2 separate regions of the Sparus aurata genome follow, and region 2 is linked to region 1. The links are chromatin contacts, called in public Hi-C maps. All regions are on one chromosome and are shown on one strand. The core of a region is the stretch at or near the end of the contact, and the rest is flanking DNA. Distances in the headings are between cores, read along the strand shown.

What was found. Hi-C and Micro-C count contacts between places; a contact is called where the count stands out from the background.
Region 2: a Hi-C map of an unstated tissue shows a contact between it and region 1, with 6 times the contacts expected there. The contact joins the promoter of dmxl1 here to the promoter of commd10 in region 1. A contact is called at or near these places in 2 of 2 Hi-C or Micro-C datasets (skeletal muscle and an unstated tissue).

The regions. Positions count from the first base shown.
Region 1 is chr5:26,050,234-26,056,981 of fSpaAur1.1, reverse strand. It overlaps commd10 (COMM domain containing 10), which reads right to left and starts at 2,895. Exons shown (of 7, transcript XM_030415859.1): 1 at 2,605-2,895; 2 at 1,013-1,103. The coding sequence starts at 2,633. ap3s1 (adaptor related protein complex 3 subunit sigma 1) reads right to left here. Exons shown (of 6, transcript XM_030417918.1): 6 at 3,972-4,829. The coding sequence ends at 4,701.
Region 2 is chr5:26,308,801-26,314,698 of fSpaAur1.1, reverse strand. It overlaps dmxl1 (Dmx like 1), which reads right to left and starts at 2,848. Exons shown (of 50, transcript XM_030416168.1): 1 at 2,483-2,848.

The sequences.
Region 1 (6,748 bases), core at 1,646-4,145:
TTTGGTAAATGAATCTTTGTAAATAAAATAATACAATGGGCCTTTGCAGTAAAGTAATATATTATCTTATATATATTATATAATAGGATAAAACTTATGACTCGACTTACTTACATCAGACAACTGTCATCTTTTCATCTCATAAATTACAGTATAACTAAATAATTGGCAAAATGTCACAGGTTATTTCACAGCAGACACTTGGGCTTCTCAGACTAGCAAAAGCAAAGGTTAAACAATTACCATCAACTAAAATGGCACTACTGAGTAGAGAGCATACCTCCGCATAGGCCCCACAGTCCCCTTAAATTGAATCAAGCCTAATCAAAAATCATAAATCATTAAATATCACAAGTTTTTTTGTCATCATAATATATGCATTTTCCCTGAGAGTAAAACTACAAAAAAAAACTTTGCACTGTTCCTGGATCCATGTCTTTAGCAGGATCCACCCCAAAAGTTAATCGGGTCTATTCTGGGCCAAAATGCATCCTCAATCCAAGTTTGGTGAAAATCTATTCTTTAGTTTTTGTGTAACCCTGCTGACAAACCAGCCAAGTAACAAACAGTCACAGGTGAAAACATAACAGTGGCTCCATTCCATGAGTGAGGAAGCCATATCAGTGAGCAATCATGCAACAGTCATTATAAATGTCATAAGATACATCTGTTCTTTACATCATTATCATTATCATCAAGATATCTTTTGAATGACATATTATGATGAAACAAAATTAATTTCATTTAGCAAGTCAAAAAAATCTAATCAACCACACTTATTGTTCATGGAATGAATGGCTGACATTTTTTGTCAACCAGCTAAATCTAATAAAAAAAAAACCTGAATGGTCAACAGGGCCAGGCATGAGTGCACATTCATTAGCGCAAGTCTGACTGATGCTGTGATAAGTCATTATGCATGCACTGCTCTCTCTCTGGCACTACAGCTTTCCTGCAAAAGCCTCAGAAGCCTCTTGTCTTTGTCACGGATAGCACTGTGCAGTCTCTGTACCTTCAAATGAAGCTTCTGAATGATGCGGGAGATCAGCCTGGAGAATTTGTTCGCATCAATTGCGTTGATGAAAGTCACCGCCTCTTTTATGCTGTTTGGAAAGAAGAGTCATGAACATTGATGACAGCGGTGTGGAAAGTACTCAGATCTTTCAGTTAACAAACAGAATAAGACTTTACGGACCAAGTATCATGTCCTAGATGAAAGGCATTTCACTCTAGCCGCCAGTGAATTTCAAAGGTAACTGCAATGTATATATGACAGCAAAGACACATACAAACATATCCCAGTGACAAAATACAGCATCAGTAGACAGGAGGTTTCCACAGAATAAATAAGACCATCTGGGTGAAGACTGAATGGCAGCCTGAAATGAGGTTGTGTGTAGACATACTGTCACACACACACAGCCAAATTAACCAAACCTCATAATAACAATTGAAAGAGAACTTTCACAATTTTACTTAAGTCAAATTTAACAAAAACCTAAGTATTGCTTATCTAAAATGACCAGTTAAGAAGAATTGTGCTTTTTAGGTGCATTAAGTGCATCTTATATTACAGTCATATGTTCATGTCATATCAGATCTTCACTATGCTATAATCTGGGCAGGTAAGACTGCAGTATCTTCAGGAGAGATAAGTGACTTGAATTGAGACTTGACTTGCCTTAACTGAATAATCGACTTGACTTAAATTTGCCTGATAAAAAATGACTTGAGACTTGCCTGGGACTTAGACCTAAATTATTTTAGTCACATTTCTGGCACAACTATAACCAATTCAAAAGAACTGTGACTTTAAGCCTCAGTTTGTGATTGTTAACTATTGCATTTATACATTTTTACACAAACTAATATGGTATTTAAGGTAGTTTGATCGCCTTGTTCTGCTACCTTTTCGAGTCAAGTCAAGTCAAACTTTATTGTCAATGCTGCTATGTGTACAGGACATACACAGAATTAACATATCGTTTCCCTCAAATCCCTGGTACCTTGTTTGACACTAAAATAATGCATAAATACTATAGCAAAATACTAATAATTTGAAACAACAACAAAAAAACACTAATTCATCAATATCAATTGCAACTTAACAATAAAAAAATCAGCTAATACATTATGTGTATAGCATATTATTGTTTGTTAACAGAAACAAACGATTAACTCTCTCCTTAAATGTAGCGCGGTATTGTTATTGTGCTGAGTCTTACTAGAAGACAACAGTATACTGTCGATACCTCACAAAAACATGTAGCTACTTCACTCTACCACAACGCGATGAGTCCTCATGTAACGTTATAATTTAACGTACAGGTTTGTTAGAAGAAGTGGAAGAAGGAAGCTACAGAGGGCTAATTTTCCCCCAAAAAAGAGCAATAAAATCTGATAATAACGCAGTTTAACGATGGCATCAGAAACATAAATCTTCCTCGAGCTAGTTCTACGTGTTTGCTAATATTCATTGATGCACCACATCAAAATATCGAGAACTTTCATAAAGCTGCGTTAGGCTACAGGTAACTTAGCTTGACGTTAGTTACTGGAAATACTCCTTGTATTTCTTTATAATTAAAGAGAGAAGCAGCCCACCTTTGTGTTTCTTTGATAATTGAAGTCATTGTTGTCTGTTGCTTTTTCTATGAATGAAAAATGAAGAGTTGTGTCAAAGTGTCAAAGCAGCAGCAGCAGCATCCTCTCACTGTTGTTATTCCGCCTTCCTGTTGTCACGAGACAGACAGCGGTACATGTGACAGTCAAAGCTGCGACAAGCATGCGCAGTGAAGAACGAATTACAGACAAATCAATTACTTTAAGTGTCACTTTATTCTCTAACACAACAGTGTCAAGAATAATATGTCAATCGATTTCTCAGTAACTGTGACCATACAGCTGAATCCGTTGGCGCGGTGTTTGCGTAAAGCTGGGCACAACTGAAGCTTCTGCTACAAGAGTAAGTACGGAATATGTAATGGACAAACAGAGCCGGCGACAAATGCGCAGGGAAAAGCATAAGCCTACTGCTGCTTACACCCATAATCTCTGACATGGAACCCTTTATGAAGTTGATACTATCTAACTAACGATTTAATAATCTTTCCTAAAACAGTAATGAATGCCTTACATGCCAGTGAAGCCATTTAATAGAACAGTTTTTGGGGTGCCTAGTTATTAAAAAACCACATGGGTAGGCATTTAAACATCCATTTTGATAATAATGGAGTCAAAAATGTTGGCTGGTTTCTTATAAGTCCTCAATTACTGATTAGAGTTATTGAAGGATAGACCAAGTCTGTAACCAAGTGTTTATTATCAATAAATAAAATAAATATGAATACATAAATATAATATGTAACAATTTGCCATTATGCTGCATTGCATAATGGTCCAAATAAACACACCAATAGAAAAGTACTGCAAGTGCACCAAAAAAATTTACATTTAATTGTGAAAGGGCAACCCTGAACTGATAAACAAGAGATCCACAAAGGCATAAAATCCGCACAGGACTATTCACATGATCTCAATATTACTTTTTTTTTTTTTTATATCGCAGTTATCATTGTTACCGGCATGTTGTGACAGCCCTGGTGTTGTGTGAACTGTGTTAACCAGATCATCTGCAGCCGTTTCCTTGGAATAAGTGGTCAAATAGTCTAAACAGGCAAAGACTTTTCAAAACCAAAAATTTGACTGTAGAGCATTAGCATTTTTATTCAACATTAATACAGTCACCAGTTACACCTGTTAACTCTTTTATTTCACTACATGACCCATACCTTAAGTAATAGCCTGCCACATACTGATTTTTTTGACAAGATCTCATAAGTGAAACATCTCCAAGGACAAAATAATGATATGGTGCATCTAAGACTATTTGTTGAATGTACTGTACAAGACACATATTGAAAATATCAAACGAGAATGATGATGATAATGAAAAAAGACAAACACAACGATTGAATTTCGACAGTTTATTAAGTTGAAAAAGAAGAGAAAAAAGTTCATGCACAGATTAAAATTAAGAGAAATATTTGATAAGACATGATAAATCATTTAAAAATATTTTGCATACAAATAAGAAAAGAAAAAAAAATCATTTCAGCATATATTCATATTTCTATCACACAGCATATCCGCAATATAATAATATTGTTTACTGATTTTACCAGCGAGCTGTAATGTATGACTTCCAATACTGTAGCAGACCTGTTCCAATTTGGTATTTGTAATGGTTTCATGCTCTTTCCTCCACGAGTTGATTTCTCAAGCCAGATATACCAAACCATTAAGTCTTTCCCAAAATGTCACCACCTGCCACACTTTCTCTTTTAAGTAAACACTTGTCAGTGAAATAATTTCAGTTACAAAGTGACACAGAATGGTACTGTAGCAGCTAAACGTCAAGGGCCAACCCCCATCGAGGCAGAAGGAATGTACCACTGATAAATAAATACTTAATTTTTCCTTCCAACAGATTAAAAAAAAAAAAAAAAAAAATCACATAAAACACTCTTTTTTTTTTATAGGAAAAACAAAGAGATAACAGCCAGAACAAGGAGTGTCAAATCACACGGTACCTTCAAGATGTATAGTTTTGATAAAAGTTAGTAATTTGAGGTTTTGGTAAACAGATTGCATCACGGTAAACATTGGCTGACATCTGCAGGCTCAGGATCTCGCTGCCACTATTTGAAGGAGGGTAAATTTGGCACTTTTATGCTGATGTCACCAATGTTGATGTTTCTGGGCATTTCCGGGAGGTTCATGTTCTTTACAGCTGATACGGCACGAGCAGGCGCTCCTGCAATACCGGCCTGCACACACATACACACACAAAACACACATGGAGGGGATGATAAGATACAAATCAGTAAATCAAAAATCATGCTGTACACGACACAGACACACACACACACACACACACACACACACTGAACCGTGAACATTGGACACACATACACACAGTGCTAAACAGAGACAAACAACTGCTGACAAAATGCAAAAGCACTGACAGCTACTCGGACAGACAACATGTGCAAAATGTACATTCAGATGCCTTCATAGCTTCATATGCACATGCATTATTTGGTTCTATAATGATTTACACCACAACCAGAGCCAATTATGAATCAACTGTGAGGACACACTGTACTAGACCATTCACTAATTTGAATATACTGAGCAGTACTGGACATTCATCAAATGGACAAAAGGCAGCATTGCTTGGAAAGTGAACCCACCGGACTCTTGAGGACCGATAAGGGTAAAAATGCATGGAGAGAACTGGGTAAAGCAGAAAAAATGGATTTTGGATATGAAGACGGAAATGACGTTTGGATAGATAGGCGTGTGTAGAATGTGTGCGTCAAATTTTAAGGGAACATGTCAAACGTAATCTTAGCCATAATAAAACAGATGATTCTGCTCTTCTCGTGGGTTGAGTTGCTTCTGGACAGACTACGCATGACTGTCTAAATACATATTTGTGAACACAGGAACAAGAATATTGGGTAACGCTTTATATTGCAGTCCGTTAGTTAATAGGCAAAACTAAGTCCTTAAAATGAGACGCTTACAAACATTAAAAAGACTATACAGGTGTTAATTATAGCACAACAAACACGTTCATTGTTAGAATAATATAACTATCTTAATGTTAGTTTTGCACTTCACTGCTAACATTGATTTATTATTATTTAATATGTATCCATATTTTATCAACCTTGATCACATGCAGCGCTCATTCCAGATGTCGAGCTGGAGAAGGCATAGCTAAGTGTTAAAAAAAAAATCATGGCATTATGGCATTGGCTTTGTATTTTTTTCATTTGATTTGATTGACAGAATGCCTGCATCTTTGTTCTTATGGAGCAAGTCAGTGAACTAATATCCAAAACTGGCTAAAGCCACTCAACCTTCATTTCAAATGTCATCGCTAATCATTATGTTGAATGAAAACTGTCCCCAGATCATTTTTTAATCAAGAACCAAGTTGAATTCAAGATTAATTTTTAAAAATGCCGCAAAGCCAATTTCTTGTGGAAAAGATAATTGGTACTAACCTTTACAAAGTAGCACAATACAATATGAAGTAGGAGGAAAAAATGCTCTAGTGAAGAGTGGTACTGTGCAAAAAAAGTAAATATTTTTTCACAATTCTGACTTCTTTTATTTTCATTATGAAGTGGGATCATTAATTAGAAACATGAACTTCTAAAATGTTATTATCTTTTAAAAAACCTTTTCCCTTCCAAGTCCGTTTATCATGCTGTTGTGAACACTTAGATAGTTTTAATAATATCAATAAGCACCTCATAAAACTCATAAGGTCCTGATTTCCTATTAACTAATGCCCATTACCTTAATATGAAGCGTTACCGAATATGGTGTCATTTACACGTCTACAGTGTAACTACTGATGACATGAGGAGGTTGTAAGTCTAGTAGTGTTTAACTACGATGGGAGATCTATTCTCAGGGACAGAGGAGGCACTTAGCTCTAACACAATGAATCTCAATGCTAAAATGTATCAAAGCAATTCAGCATTCTTTTTTAAACGTAATGTATCAAGGTAGTTTAGCTCTTTTGACACAGTAAAAACACATCTGCAGAGAGTGAATGATTTGATGTTTTCATCTCAAGCGTGAGTAGACAATTGAGAATCACTGTGGTTAGAGATCCCCCACCCACCCCCCCCCCGACTGAATCTTTAGCAGAAAGACCCAAAAATGA
Region 2 (5,898 bases), core at 1,599-4,098, 260 kb before region 1:
TTGATTTAACACTAAGCATATAAAATATTATCAAGGAGGAAATATATGATTTGTGAATTGTTTATGCTGCAGAATATTGTGCATATAGGGCATCAAGTGTCCTCAAACCTTTTCTGCAGGAGTTCAAAGCTGCATATTAGTCTCACAATGGGACCATGATCCCCAAGCACATACTGGTAGTACTGTCAGAGGACCCACTACAAAAAGCATTAAACCTATTAAGCATGCCCACAGCTGCAAAAGGCCTATCGGCATCAAAGCTCATTTGATCCTGGTGGCCTATCTTAAAATCGATGCCATTCATTTAGTGAATCAGCCGTTTTAGAGTTTATCATCCAGAGCTCTTTAGTGCAAAATAAATGCAATAAGCGTATTTACTGACAACCCAATTAGGAAATAAATTAGCAATTAGCAAGTAAAGGAACTGTGGACCAGAATGGGTAGAAAACAGATGGGTAATATGGGAAGGGAGCTTTCAGGGGGCCATTGAAAAAAAAATGGGACCTAAGACAATCAAGGTGATGTTGTATAAGCTGATGTCATGCAATTCCAATGTCACATTATCTCTGGAGGACAAGAATTTCTAGCAGCGTTGCATCAGCTTATGTGCTCTGCGCAGCTAAAAAGGGGGAAATTATTGTCATCAATGCAGAAGTGAAACAGTGTATTTAATATGAAGACAACTGTATGACTGTCATTGTGAGAGAAATCTATTCAAGTTGTGAATTAAAAGTACACTACGACCTAAAAAAAACAATGTTTAGACCGATACAAAAATATTTTTTCTCAATCTTGACATATGAACGACTAGTGTGTTGCAGTGTCTGCCCTCTGCCTGCATTTTCACTTGTGCTCATTATTTTTGCTGTGTTCAAGAGGTTTGCAGGTGTCAGCGATTCTGGAGAAAGATAGTTGACTGTTGAGTCTCAATCCCAGGTCGCCAAATACCATGTCGTCAATTACCGAGTATATGGGGTGCTTCAATAGCTCACAATTCGTACGCCATGTCTGGCTCAGAGTTGACGCCAAAACGTGGCCCACTGCTGCACATCTTTCCCTCTCTTTCACTCTCTCGCCCCCCTTTTCCTGTCTGACTCTCCTAGCCGTCCTATCAAAATTGAGGCAAAAAAAAACCTGCAAAAAGAAAAGAAAAAAACATAATGGCTTGCCATCCCAAAGCATCTATATTTGATGACCTTGGATTGAGACACAACAATTACCTATCTTTCTACAGAATCGCTTACTGCCCCTGGTGTGTTTACAAAGCACAACTGACAGGTACTGCCTTGTGTGCTTTCAATGTTTGTTCTAGCATAGATAATTGATAATTCCTCTGGTCATTTTCAGACACACTTGTAACATTTAAAAGACACATAGCCAATGTGGTCTGAACTGTCTGATGTTTTTGCTGTGCCTCTTAGGCAGCGTCTTGTATCTCTACCAAACAGTGATATCTCAGACTAACTAAGCTGTCATTTTATTTAGCCTGTGACATTTCAGGCATATAAGGCCCCCCCACCCATTGTTGTGAAAGTGTTTGCAGTCAGTAAGATGTGAAAGCATCAGAAATACATTTACAATGAGTGAGATGTACAGGAAATGGTGAAAAAAAAAGACTATTAAATTATATGCAAACAGCACCGCGATTGTTTCAATAAATGTATCACAACTTCCACTGGGGGTACAGGACAAATTATGGGTGGGTAACAACAGAAATGCCTGAATACAGGGTCGGCAGTGTTCCACCTCTGTAAGCTGGCAGTGAATCAAGTCCAATGGATATAAAAGGGCCATTATTAAAAAGAGTGCAGAGCAGGTGCTAGTGAGCCAAGTGGGTCACCACAGAATAGGCGTACACCTTAATATAACACTCCAAACCTGCTAGGTGAATCCCCTTGTGTGTCAATTTGTCTCGCCTGTTTAATCACACTAATATTTGCTGCAGGTACAGGTAAGGTCGATATAAGAAAACTGAACGCACACAAAAAATTAAATCCATATTACCAGTTTAAAGGTGCTGCCGATTTAGTTACATCTCATTTATGTTCAGGCACACAGTACACAACTTGCTGCACAGGATAACGTTGTGAGTGAAAGCCCCTGAATGTCAAAGTTTGGCCTAAAACATTGACAGAATAATTGCAGCAGCAGTTAAACTGCCTTATAACAAGAGAAAATGTGAGTTACCGTTTTGTTTCCTGTGCTGTGGCAACTCACGTGATAACGCTTCACACGCCAGCACATTAAGACAGAAAATGTCACCACACATGACCAGCAGTGTGTCACCCCGCTCAGATACACTGTGGTTGTAATTTAATACGTGTCTCAAAAGATGTTGATGAAACACTTCATACATTAGCTGCCTGTTTCCAAGTCCTCGAATCAGACGCTAACTTAGCCGTCAAGTTTAGCTAGCCGTCTGCAGTTTACACAACAAACAACGTAACACGTCCAGCGTCAGAGAAAGTAATTAGCTACTTACTTTGCGATGAAAAACGGACACCAGTCACTGCTTTCAATGGCTGTCTTTGATAAATGTAGCTCTCCGACGTTAAATGTTACAGATACGGTCTCCACAGTTAGCTAGCGTTAGCGCCTACTAGCTTGTGAAGCTGTCTTTTAGCGAGCGCCTGAGCCAGAAAGCTAGCTGTAGATCACTTGTGTCACACATTCAGCGCCTGACAGTGTCCGCTCGCCAATACCAGGAGCCTTTTAATCACTTCTCAAAATGCTAACCATAAGAAGGAGCCAACCTCTCCCCAAGGTTAGCAAATAAAACGCTCCCAAGGAGGAAGCTTTTCCTTATGTTGAAGATGTGTCATGATAGTGACTGTTTCGCTGCAATGCATTGTGGTCCTTGTAGTTGCGTTTTGACAGCAGGGCGACAGGACAGTTTTGTGAGTCCTGCCCACAGTCGCAGTCGTTATTCAACCTGTGCACAGGACTCAAAATGATGTGCCAGCATCTGTGAGCTTAGTATAGTCAGATCTGTGGAGAAGCATAGACTGACTTGGCTATCTACGGTCAGGTGTAACACGACCAACAGTGATAACAAAATAGTGTAATTATAAAAACTCCTGTACACAATATGTTATTCAAAAAGCTGCGATCTTGCATAACACGGTACGAGAATAAACCTGACTATCTGCTTCAATGTAGAAAATTGTGTTTATTTGATTTCTATATGGAAGTCTATAGAGGACTTTATTAAAATGAATATGTAAACTTGGACGATGAAATGTAATTCCACAATATAATTATAATTGTGTACGCGTGTGTGTGTGTTATCTGAGTAAAAATAAAAATGACGATGCATTTCATCAATTTAACATGATTATTTTCACATTATGTATGGGTATATTAAAATGACAGTGGAAAAGCTGTTTTACATTTTATTCACATAGACTCTGGTCTACAGTGGACAATGTTCTGATTATGATTAAACAGCTTCTTGCATTGCGCCCATGCTATTATGTGAAAATGATAACGCAAATTGAAATAGTTTTTTTAATTTAAATTTTCATTCATACAACATATACAAATGTGGGAAAATTACAATGCAATTAGAAACTCACAGCTTCATTTTTAAGTTTACATATTCATTTTCTTACGGGCCTCCATATTTTTGGATTGGGGTGATTTCTGTGTGTGCACTCTCATGTGTACTTTGTGTCAACAGGTTCGCCTTTCGTGTTTCTGTGGCAGTCTTAATTCTTTGTTGTGGGTCTAGAAATGTAAGTCATTGATGAACCGAGGTCACTAAATCTGTCATTTTCAACTTCTAACTTTTCTAATGGTGTGAAGATTTACTCCACAACATCTGGTCACTCCGTGTGAGGTTGAATCTGAATGTATCTTCAAATGACCCATTCTTCTAAGTCCTGACATTAAGCCTAAATAACCACAGGGTGTCACTCTTGCTCAATACACCAGATTCCAGTTTCCTTTTGACCGGTGCAAATGGATGAACTGGATCATCACTGCTGCACTTCTGATCTAATGTAGTATTTTTTCTTATTCCGGAGCACACTTCCTCTATTCAACCTAGATTTAAGCTTGTGTAAATATTTTACAATATTAATATTTTGGCAGATAATAACATTCAAACTAATTCATTGCAATATGACATTTAATGAACACAGAATAATACAACATAACAATGACACTTATAACACAACATAATACGTAATCTCATATATCCTCAATATCATGTGAAGCCAGCAGCTCGCATCTTGACTTCTACCTGCACATTCCGGGGAAAGCACTGTTGAATGGGCAAGTGAATGGGGATGGGGGGTTTGGAGCCTTCAAAGTCAATTAACGCATGTGGAGTTAAATGGGACAGACACTGTCCATGAATAATTAAAGTGGCTGACATGTCAGTAACATTAGGGGAGGTTGGCGACATTTATTGTCGTGGCAGTTGCAGAGTGGTGATGATGAAACTGTTGACTCCCCAGTCAGGAAGTAGGTCACAGCATTATTAAAGATGTAGCTCCATAGTATAACTCTGCTAAATATTACATCGCCTTTCAGTTTTGACACACACACACACACACAGACACACACACACACACACACATGCATGACCACGGAATCGCTTAAGGTTACATTTATGTGCATTAGATGCAAATTAAAAATTAAAAATAACATTCATGCACTCACACACAAATAGGCACCCACACACACCTTAGCAAAACAATGTCACCTTATCTTGCTTTCCAATATCATTTTTTTCATCGCTGGGTTTGACTTTGAGCAACAACGTCAGAAGAAGTAAAAGAGAATACTTTCATAGGCAAACTCCGGTGTTTGAAGGATATTGTTGTTCAGTGTGATATTGAATTCTCTGTGTTTCTGAGTGTGTAGTTCTCTGCCAGCAGCAGCAGCCGCTTCTTAAGACACCAAAGAGAAAGAGGGAAAAAAAACACTCAGTTATACACCCTGCTGTTTGAAACTTGAGGTTAGTTATGTGTTAAAGAGCCCTCCTGTGTCACAACACGGTTTACAAGATACCTCAGACTGATACCGATTTACTGACTAAAAGTGGTACCTTGTTTAAATAGTTTTCAGTTATAGTGGGCATCATGTACTCTCAGGCCAAGTTGGTATTTCAGTGTTAGAGGCAGAGAGCTAGAAGTTAGAAGAGGTCCTAAATATATCTCATCATCTTTGTGCTCGGTCCAAGATTTATTTGGCAGCATCCCTAAAAACAACCTGCAGAACTGTTAATCTGAAGGAAATGGGCACGAAATGTCAGCACTGTTTTAAAATATTAACAGTATAAATAGACTGTGGATGTAATCCAAGTAGCTGACGTAATGGTTTGTTGCTGGAGTTTAGGGTTCACATCATTTTAGCCTTTTACTCCAATTTTACACATCCTGTTTCTGCTACTACAAATGCGGTTACTCTACTTCATGCTGCTAACACTGCTGTTGCCGATACGAGACACTACACCCACCACTTGTTTCCATTCCCTCAAGTACAGTTTCGTTCAAGTGCAATTTCTGTATATTTTTTGTGTGACTATTTTTGTCTCAAACAATTTGAGTGAGTAGTATTTAATACCTTTTATGCTTCAACATAAAGTTCGATTCGGCCGCTGGAAAATGATAATAGAAATCAGTGTTTATGTTGCTTTGTTTTTTATGAGGTATCATGTATCAAGAGCCCTATTATTAATCATTTTCCCTATTCTGAGTGACACTTTGTGTGGTAAGTCAGTCAATTAAGGGATGTGGATCATCATAACAATACAATCTAATACATTATGTTACGTTTGCCCATGACCCACTATTCAGTTTTGGTGTTGGCCTGCTGAAAAGAAAAAAAAAAAAAGCATGGGCACCCCTGGGATTCTAGTTTTACTTAACTATGCCTGTGTTCTTGTCTTTC